Regions from separate parts of the Gossypium hirsutum genome. Here region 1 is linked to region 2. A link is a contact called in public Hi-C data. All regions are on one chromosome and are shown on one strand. The core of a region is the stretch at or near the end of the contact, and the rest is flanking DNA. Distances in the headings are between cores, read along the strand shown.

Region 1 (5,640 bases), core at 1,386-3,885, 210 kb after region 2:
AATTTTATAACTTAAATTTGTATTTACTTTTTCATACTTAATTTTTAACACTTAAGTCTTTTTAGTTTATCAAACAACACCATAATTGGAGCTCAAGTTCACTGGATACTAACTCAATCGAAGCATGATTGAAAACTATTCTTTTACAAAATAATAAAATATTAATTTATATATTTTTTATATAAAATCTATAAAATGCTTATACATAGCAAGAATTGAACTTAAAAACTAAAATTTATAGCTCTAACTAGAGCCTCATTTGAATTTTATATATTTTTATGTACCTTTTTCACACATGTCATGAGTGCGCCACAATTTAGTGTATATATATAAACTTTAATTCGCGATATATGTATATTGAAAGGTAAATTTATTAATTCATTCAATGAATGGAATCATACAATTTAAGGAAAAAAATAACAAACACTCGTCGTAGATGAGGAATAACAAACTCTATCAACATAGAACATTTTGACACATTGACAATTGGTTTTGCCACAACTCAAGCATGACATATCTGGAGTGATTGCAAGCACTTAACACGATAACGAAATCAGCCTCGAATGGTCCAAAGCAGTGAGCAAAAATCGACAAAAGAATCGAGTATTACCAAAGTATAGAGGACAACAACAAAACCATCCTAAAAATCACTTGTAAAACTAAGATTACATGCATAAGCAAGACTAAAAATCGTGCTATAAGAGCAGACAAAAATTTCTAAAACTGAAGACTTATTAAATAATGGAAAAGCAAACAAAAAAAAACATATAAAACTTAAGACAACACAAGTCTAAATCGACTCGTGAAATCATTTATTATTCTGAAATATTCTCAAAACAGAACCAAATTAAGAAACTGACGAAGAGCCACCCACTTTGTAAAAAAACTATTGGTGGCCGGTGGAGTTTTAGCGAACGACAAGCATTGTCATCTATCCATCATAACTTGTGAAGACAATAAAGATACACACAAAATAGATTTGCAAACTGAAAAAGAGAGAATACATGTGGAGTGAACGAGAAAAATAAAGAAAGAAAGAATTGGTGGGAGGGGAAAAATAGCGGGCGATAGCCAATCCGGAGGCTGGCACCGTCGTTGAGCAAAACAAAAAATAAGAAACAAATGGCTTGTTCATTCGTTATATATATATGTTAACATAGATATTTTTACTTTCAATCGTTAAAAATATATTAATCTATGTACTCTTTTAGATCGATATGGTACATATATCAAATCGATTCAAAAATTTACATGCATGACAAATACAATTATATTGATAATATAGAGAGAGAGAGAGAGAGAGAAAAGTGCACTAGACATCCCCAAACTATGACCCTCATTCTAAATTGACCCCTAAACTTAAAAATATTGTAATTACATCCCTAAACTATTGATATTATATCAATCATGTCCTTTAATTATTGAAACCATTAATTCAATAGTTAAATTACATGTCAAATGTTACGTGACATAATTTAAAATGAAAAATTTAAAGAAAGAAAAATGTTACCACATAAATTTTAAAAGTAAAAACTAAAAATAAAGTAAATTGAAAAAAGAAACAGCAGGTGATAAAACTTTTGTAAAAGCTTCGAAAACCTCAAAATCAATATTCTTACGACATCCCTTTTTACAATATTCATTTTTTTTAAACTTTTCATTTTAAACTATGCCACATAAGATTTGACATCTCATTAACGATTAAATTAATGGTTTTAGAAATGGAAGAACCTTATTGATATAACTTTAATAGTTCAAAATGTAATTAGAGTTTTTTAAAATTTAGGGACTAATTTAAAATAAAGTTATAGTTTGAGATGAATGGTGCAATTATCTATATATAGAGAGAGATTTTCTTTGCCATTTATAAGATTAATAATTGAGTTTTATATGAGATTCTTTTTATAATATTTTAATTACAGAAACTATTAATCTATATTATTATTTAAGTGTTTTATTGAGTTGGTGTCACATTTAACTGAGACAACTCAATTGTTAAATTATGTAAATACTTTTACATAATGAAAATAAGTTATATTATTTGAGAGTCCTTTAGTCTTTTTCATTTAAAAAAAAACTAAAATAATGCATTTATTGAGATTTGAACCTAAGTCAATTGTATGAGTAAAATTTTTAATTACCACTTAGCCAAAGCTTTATCTTAATACCTTTGTACATTTTAATTTTAATTATGCACACTTTATTACTTCTGTCAATTGTATATTTTAATAATGTATTTAATTGAGTTAGTGTCACAAGTTAACTCAACACTGGCTCAAGATTAATAATAACACAATGATAAACAATTAAATCTATTTTTAAATTTTAATATCATATATATTGAATGTGTAATTATTAGTAATTACTTTTAAGCCATGTGCTTCCTTTATTTTATGTTATTTTTAAATACAAATTTGTGGTTTGCACACGCATTTCTAACATAATGAATAATATAATTTATATTAATTTCATAAAATAAAATATATTATTTAATAAATTTAAAAAATTAATATTTAATATTTTATTTGACATTAGAAACTAATAGATATAGATGAGTAATTGGGCCTTCAAGAGAGTTTATTTTGGTAGAATGGAACCATAGTTTGATTCTCTTTTGGGCCCATGCTTAGGTTCAAGGGTCCAGATGCAAAATAATAAACCACGAATAACCAGAGAAGAGAGGATCATCGAAACTCTGAGAAACAGAAAATCAAAATTGAACGATCATCGAAAATAAAGAAAGCAAGTAAGCTTCCAACACTCAGCAGCATTTTTGAATTCTGTAATTGGATGAGGGTTACTAACCTGAAATAACTCAACCAATCTCCATCGTTGGATCCACATAAGAAACGAAACTAGAGCCAGGGATCCGAATTTCAAACACCAAGATCTAAATGACGGATCCAAATCTGGATCTGCAAGAATCGGGTTGGGAGGAACTCAGGAGAGAGGCTCGAAAGATCGAGGGTGATCTCGATGTCAAACTCTCTTCTTATGCTAAGCTCGGTGCTAGGTTCACCCAAGGAGGTTTGCTCTTTTACTGCTTCCTTTTTCATTTTATTATCTCTAGATTTTTGTTCCAAATGCTTCTTGTTTTGTGTTATATGGTTGCATTTTGATTTTCTTTTGGTAGATTACAGTAATTATGAATAAATCTGTTAAAAAAACTGAACAAACTCCAATGGCTGAATAGATTGGATCTTTAATACCAAAGAGCATATATTTTATTCCTTGTATTTAAATCGCCTTTGAAATCTGGTTAGATTCATTTTTCCCCTTTGTGATGATATATGTATTCACATTGAGCTTATCTAGATACTGGGTCGCCAACCGTTGGGTCAAGTAGATCATGGAAGTCTATGGAAATGGAAATTCAGTCATTGCTCGAGAAACTGCTGGACATAAATGATGCCATGAGCAGATGTGCTGCGTCTGCTGCTTCAACTACTTCAGTAACCCAGAAGCTTGCAAGGCATAGAGACATACTACATGAGTTTACTCAGGTTTATTTGTTGTCTACTCTGTAATTTTTATCTAGACTTGTTATTAGAACTCAGGTTTCCATGTTTAATTACCGGGTGCTATAAGCTTCAATGAAATATTAACATTTCCTGATATTTTGTCCTACATCACTGCTAGATATTAAATTATGTGTAGTGTATAGTCTTGCAACTTCTAATTATTGCTGTTGTTTTTGTATTCTTTTACCACTGCAATTGGAAAAACTCTCTTCCAACCTCTAAGTCATTGTCACCATTATGTTTGTGAGCCATGGTTCAAACTGATAATATACCAAATCATGACACCATCAAGGCATGCTTATAAACATGTTTGATTGGTTGTTTTGGCAATTCTTACTGGGATATCTGTACCTCTATTTGAAATAAAATATAATTCAGTTATTCTATTTATTAATTGTAATTAGTTCATGGTTCATGATTGTTACATGCCTGACAATCAGTTCAGTGGGATAAGAAATACAGTACAAGCAGCAAGTTAGCATTCTGTGTAAATTTGTTTATGGCAACATGAGTATAATTATACTATTGTTTTATTGTTGCTTTTCATTTTTGCAAAATGCTATATGAGTCAAGTTCTCAAAAGATTTTTGGTCCATGGTTTTTTTTTTTGTTGATAATTGATGGACTCGTTCCGGCAACTTCATATAGTTCCCTAGCAGTTTTAGAATTTGAACTTTTTACATTATATCTTTTGTTGTGTATTTGCTCTGTTCTCTACTTGTGTACTTGGGAAAAGTAATTTCCATAGACAATTGGGGATGTATAAAATCCTTCCCATTTACATGAAAAGTTTCTGCAGGGGTAGCATGTGATTTTCCTTTATGTTCAAGTTTACAGTTGCAAGTGCCCTAATCTCCTCTTTTCTTGAACCATGAGAGAAGTGGAAGAAGAGTGGCTGTTGGTGGTAGCTTAACAGACTGACCTAATCTCTAATTCATTCTCAATTTTTGAAAAATCATATATTTCTCCCCAACAGATTTACATTTCTGTATGATCCAAACCTGGGGTTGCTGTAAGTTCTTTATTTGCTACCCTGGCTCATTTCACTATAAATTTATGTTCCCATGATCCATGGAATTATTCTCCACTACACTTTCATTGTCATCAATTATAGATCGAACTAGGCTCCAAATGTGTTCACTCATCTGCTTTTTGGACTGTCAATTGTCTTTATTGCACTTTGGTTCATTGCTCTATAAATTATGGCATCCATGTTCCATTGAATTGCCCCTAGTTATTGCTGCTTTTGGCTGTTTATTATTTGGACTAGTTGATTAGTTTTCTATCTTTTTGAAGCAATGATATATCTTTGTTAGGAGTTTAGAAGAATCAAAGGAAACATAAATTCAATGAGGGAACACGCGGAGCTTCTGAGTTCTGTCAGAGATGATATTAATGAGTATAAGGTAGTCATATGATTTCAACTCTTAATTTTTTCAGTGCCATTGCTAATATCATGTTGTTTCCCAAAGTTACCTATTTGCCATAATGCAGGCATCTGGGAGTATGTCACCGAGAATGCAATTACTCAGAGAGCGAGCTGCCATCCATGGAAGCATAGCTCATGTAAGATTTAAACATTCTTTTATCAATGTTTATTGTGGTGCATTCTTTGTTGAAAGAACTTTCCCCTTCTGTGTTTTACCTTAATGTGTTTTATCCTGGTATAGTTTAATTGGTTTTGGATTAGGTGTGCGACACAATTACGCATTATAAACTGAAGAAACAGGTGAACCTGTTGGTCAGAAACCTAAAGCTACTGTCTAGCATGTAGAAGCCAAATGGTTGAAACCACCATTGTCAAGTCTCCATGAACTAGTCTCAAAATCCAAATGTACATTACCAAAAGTTAGCTCAAAGCTTTGACAAAAACCACTTTTTATATGAGATACATGAATCCAGAATCAAGCCCTTACAAATAAATACAAGGGAAGTGCAAAAAGAAAAGCCCTAATCACAAAGCCCCATTTACAAATTTGTCTAGGACAATCATTTCTATTGCTTAGATGTGACGTTCCATCAGTTTGGTTTTGGTTGCTTAATGATGTATACCTCTTTACCTCTTGCTCATCATTGCTAAACATGTCTTTGGTTGCTTTATCACAATTTGAAGGATCTA
Region 2 (5,438 bases), core at 427-2,926:
TGATCAGAGTGGGCTTGTCTTTGACAGCCTTTGCTTCCTTGATTGCAGCGCGAATTTCATCATAGCCAGTGTTTCCATTCTTGACCCAGATAACATGCCACCCTAGCCCCTCAAAACGTGTTTCAACATTCTCAGTAAACGCAATTTCAGTGTCACCATCAATCGAAATGTGGTTGTCATCATAGAAAGCTATAAGCTTTCCAAGTCCCCAGTGTCCAGCAAGTGAACAAGCTTCATTTGAAATACCCTCCATTTGACAACCATCTCCCAAGATAACATATCTAGGAAAACAAAGGCTAATACATCAGTACGGATCAAGCATGCAGACGAAAGAAAAGAGGGACCTAGAAAGTAATCATCATACGTGTAGTGATCAACAATCTCATTGTCTGGCTTGTTGAATCTAGCAGCCAAGTGTTTCTCAGCAAGAGCCAATCCAACAGCATTTGCAATACCCTGACCAAGAGGCCCTGGGGAAAAAAAAAGCCACATTTAAATACATATATTTGCTTTATGTTTAGTATGATATTATCAAAAAAATTACGATCACTTCAGCAGAGGAGTCTTACTAACCAGTTGTGACTTCAACTCCTGGTGTTTCAAAGTTCTCGGGATGTCCAGGGGTTCTGCTTCCCCACTGACGGAAACTCTTCAAATCTTCTTCCTAAAGGATAATCCATGATTATGAATTTTGATCATTTCCCAAAAAACCAAAGCTCTCAAAATAGAAATTACTTAAAAGGAAAGAGAGAATATGAAAGAAGCTTGCCAGGACACTGTCGTAACCAGCGAGGTGAAGCAGAGCATACTGCAACATACAACCATGACCAGCGGACAGAATGAAACGGTCACGGTTGAACCAGTAAGGGTTCTTGGGGTTATACCTCATGACTTCATCGTACAAAATGTGACCCATGGGAGCACAGCCCATGGGCAACCCAGGATGACCTGAATTCGCCTTCTCGACCGCATCAATAGACAAGAATCTGATGGTGTTGACGGATTTCTCGACCAAGGAAGTCTCGGCGGCGGTGCCAATTGTTTCGACGGCAGCAGCACGGACCTGGCGCTTGTGGTTGGAGCGGGAGGGAAGGCGTCGACGGGAAGAGGAAGCGCGAGGGATAGAAGATTTGAGGCCAGAGAAACCGGGAAAAGAGAGAGTGGAGAGGGAGGGGCGGTGGTCGGAGGATTGGGCGGAGGCATGGGAAGAGATAGCGCGAGAGAGGAGGGCTTGAGATAGGTTGACAGATGAAGTAGAGGCCATTGTTGATTGAGAGGGTGAGGATAGTGAAGGGACCCCTCTTTGTTTGATAAATGTAGAGTTAGGCAAAGTATAATAGCCACCAACTCTCTTTGATCTTCTCGTCTACACAAAGGGACAAATAGTGTGAGCTGACCGTTAGATTCCAACATCCCTTATATCTCCACCATTGCTTGTGGGTAACGATTTCAGATCGCTCTCTCTGCCTTTCATTCTTTTTTCTTTTTTTACTAAAAGATATTCTGGAGAAATAAATTCTTAAACTTTAGGCCACTGATGGAAAATTTTGCACTCCTTGCTGCATTATTCATGCAATCAAATCCACATGTGCAGTTACGCATGCCAAGTAAACACAGACGGGAACTTCATCTAAAACAGCTCTGTATGTTGTAGAAATTCCATAAATGCAAAGGTACAAATATAAACAATAACAATATATCTATAAGTAATGTTTTTTTAACCGGATCGATGGTCGAACTAGTCAAGCCACTAATTTATTTGTCTGATTAAAATATTATTAAAAAGATTAAAAATTTTGGTTCAATCGTCAGTTTAACCGATTCAAATCCATCGGATTTTTAATCGATTCAACTGGTTCGTATTAATTCCTAATCTAATTGGTTCAAAATCATTTTTCAAACCGATTGGTTCGGTCTGATTCAAATAACATTATCTATAAGGTTATTATTTTTTAACTTTGATATTGTGATTTTTTTTGTCATTTATCCATATAGGTTTTTTTCCAAAAGTTATTCTTAAATATATTTTTAGGGTATCTTGATATTACAAATGTCGAGTTTGGTTGTAAGTGTCGAATAGCATGAGCAAAATTTGTCACATTCGATCTAGTAGATTCAGGTTAGTGGACCAGGTGTCCAAATTGGATCTCAAAACTAATTTCAAAAATTGTGGTCTAAGATTAGGTTCGGTAATTTGGGATTAAGTGATCAGAAATAATTTTTCCTTAAAACAGTTTTCAAAAATAAGTTTGGATTTAAGAATAATTAAGAAAAAAAAATTTAATTAAAAGAGGGTTAATTTGTAAAAAATGTCAAATTTAAGAGTTGCCCAAAAAAAATTATACCAAAGATTTGAAAATCAGTTTTGTTCCCATGACTATAAAACCAACTCACCTTTTTCTTCCGTCATTCTCTCCATTTTAAAAATTTGCCAAACAAAAATCTGCACATTTTCTCTCCAAAACAACTAACCTCCTTGATTTTCTCTTCTGCCAAAAACAAAATTTCCTCTCAATTTTCGAGAAAACTCTCAAAATCTTCACCAATTCTCTCATTCTTTTCTAGTTCATTTTTCTTTTCCAATCAAGGTGAGATTCTGTTTCTTGACTATACTTCCATGCATGTTGCTTTTTCAAATCAAGATTTGATCATTTAAAATGAGATTTCTATGGATCTAAAGATTTAAGTCGAAATTGAGATCTAAAATGGTGAAATTAGTATTTCCAAGCTAAACTTTAATTTCTAAATGATTTCCATCTTATTTTGATATGATTAAGAGATTTATAATCTTATTTTAGCAAATCGTTACGAGATTTTAAAGATTTGATGGTTTTCCCTCTTAAATGTTCATATGTGATGATTTTCCAGAAAACTTAATCTGAGATTTTAAGTGTTCTAAGTGGTTAGGATCTATTCTAAAATGATTATGAAGATTATTAGAATCAGGTTTAAGCAATGGGAACAAGTATTGATCAAGATATCTAAGATTTCAATAAATTTAGTTAAATTTTCGGCTTATGAGAAGGTAGTCTGGACCTGCATTTTTGTTAAGTTTTTGATGTGTTTGTGGTTGTTAATGATCATATTGTGTTATGTTTAATGTGTTTGTAAAGTTTCAAATCCAACAGAGCCCTCTACGAGTAAGGCGAAGCTTGTTTAAGCTTTCGACGAGCAAATGAAAGTTGATTCAGTAAGTGTTTTGGAGCCATTGCTTGTTCGCATGATTCATTGAGTTAATCCGAAGCTTAGGTTAGCCTAAACACCTATCCTAAGTTTCGAGTGTAAGTTTTTTATACCTTTGCCTCTGTAACACCCCAACCCAACCCATTTGTCGGATCCGAGTACGGAGGGTCACAAATGGACCTATACTTAATTTACTAACTTAACTGTTATAAAGTAGACTAACACAAATAATCTAGTAATAAAATAATAATACTTCTTATAGTAAAAGCCTCGAGTTTACTCAAAACTTGGTTTCTTGAGGTTTCTGCGCCTATACAGATCATTGGTTTACAAAATAATTCCTTAGATTTGGCTAAGGGCTAATTGATTCGTATTCTAGACCCTAAGGATGTCATTTGGTTACACCATAATAAATCTAGAGGTGAAGCCTCCATCTGTACTCCCTTTCCTGTGTGCATAACTTGATCCATTGGCGATCCTTGATCTCTATTCCATCTGGCTTGGTCCCTCCTCTGAGTCCTTGATCAACTTTGCAAATCCTACGAACATATGCCAACCACTTGTAAGTTCAAATGAACTTAGTGAGTTCCTTCGTTGTACCAGAAATTAACCCTATCGTATGAAGGTAGCAAATGTAAAATAAACTAAACATAAATTAAACCATTGCTTGTTCAAGGCGGATGTTCTTTATCAATGTGGTGACTCCACCCGATCCTTCGAGCTACTCGGCTCACTATGAGACCTTCCTCTGGTCAAACTCTTCTCTTGACCATAATCCAGGTACCTCGCCATATTGGTGGGTCCTATCCTTACTTATTGTTTTTTCCTTTCTTGTTTACACCCCACATATAGAGTGTTTGAAAACCTATATGGTAACTATCCTAACTTTCCGCCTAAGGATGCTTAGGACGTACATTTCCTTGGCGGACCTCTATAATCGGACCAAATTTTTTTTGTAACACCCCTTACCTGTGTTCGACCGGAACAGAGTACGAGGCATTATTGGACTTAAACACAAGCATACATATATTTTCGAGCCATAAATTTTTTTACAAATTAAAATTTTTTACAATTAATCATAAAGTCCCTATTACGAGTCTACGATGCCCAAAACATGCATTGGAGGTGGTTTGGGACTAAACTGAGAAATTTAGAAAATTTTGCAACACTTAGAAAATTTTTGCCTAAACAAGGGTCACACGCCTGTGTGGGCAGGCCGTGTGGTTATACACGCCCGTGTCCCTAACTCTCTGTTTGTCATCCAAGAACAAATTGAAGTTACACGGCCAAGACACACGCCCGTGTGCTTAGGCCATGTGCTCGATACTGAGCATTCTGTTTTGTAACAATTTAGGTGTAGAAGACACACAGCTGGATCACATGCCCATGGGGCTGACCATGTGTCACACATGGCCTAGACACACGCTTGTATGTCTACCCGTGTGGACAAAAACAAGACTATTTACCAAGCCATTTTGCCACCCTCACTTGCTCACATCTACACAACATTACATGGCACACATTCAAGCATGTAAGAGCAACCAAACAATCACAACCAAGACAACAAGATATCATTCTCATACCATTATTAATCATGCTTAAAACATTAACCTCTCCACATCAAATTATGCAAGATTCCCACATTAAAAAATGACATTAACATAAATATACTTATAACCAACATTAGCCTTTTTCTCATATTCGATAAATCACAATTTATGTAAATCAAACATATTAGATCATAACTTAATTTGGCCTGAAAGCTACATGATCGCCAACTGAATTTACCATATATTTTCTACATCACAAGTATAGATCAATAATCACAAGGCTTTCGCAAAAACATTCTTATAGAAACCATGAACTCACAATATCATGAAGTCAATGCTTATAAACTTTATGTACATACTTGTACAAATTCATAATACTTACAAGCTTTTTCTCTTTTTCGACATACCCATTAAATTACCCGTTAAACCACTTGGAAAACTAAAGGATACTCAGGAATCTTGCACACACAGTACCGTACCAATGTCATATCCCATATATGGTCTTACATGTAATCTCGTATCGTTGCCAATAGCCCAACTATGGTCTTACACGAAATCTCATATCGATGCCATATGCTAGATATGGTCTTGCACGTAGTCTCATATTGATGCCATATCCCAGATATGGTATTACATCTAATCTCATTAGCCCTAATGTCATGACATTTGTATCTTATCTATTCCTAAGGTTCAACCGGGATTTTA

What was found. A called contact is a pair of places that touch in the nucleus more often than the background predicts.
Region 1: a Hi-C map of leaf shows a contact between it and region 2, with 4 times the contacts expected there. The contact joins the promoter of LOC107952705 here to the promoter of LOC107952895 in region 2. A contact is called at or near these places in 17 of 34 Hi-C or Micro-C datasets (anther, callus, cotyledon and 5 more).

Annotation. Positions count from the first base shown.
Region 1 is chrA07:35,581,338-35,586,977 of Gossypium_hirsutum_v2.1, forward strand. LOC107952705 (Golgi SNAP receptor complex member 1-2) reads left to right here and starts at 2,636. Exons shown (of 6, transcript XM_016887861.2): 1 at 2,636-3,027; 2 at 3,316-3,503; 3 at 4,838-4,927; 4 at 5,016-5,087. The coding sequence starts at 2,895.
Region 2 is chrA07:35,374,360-35,379,797 of Gossypium_hirsutum_v2.1, forward strand. LOC107952895 (transketolase, chloroplastic) reads right to left here and starts at 1,677. Exons shown (of 7, transcript XM_016888097.2): 1 at 770-1,677; 2 at 574-664; 3 at 365-470; 4 at 1-281. The coding sequence starts at 1,264.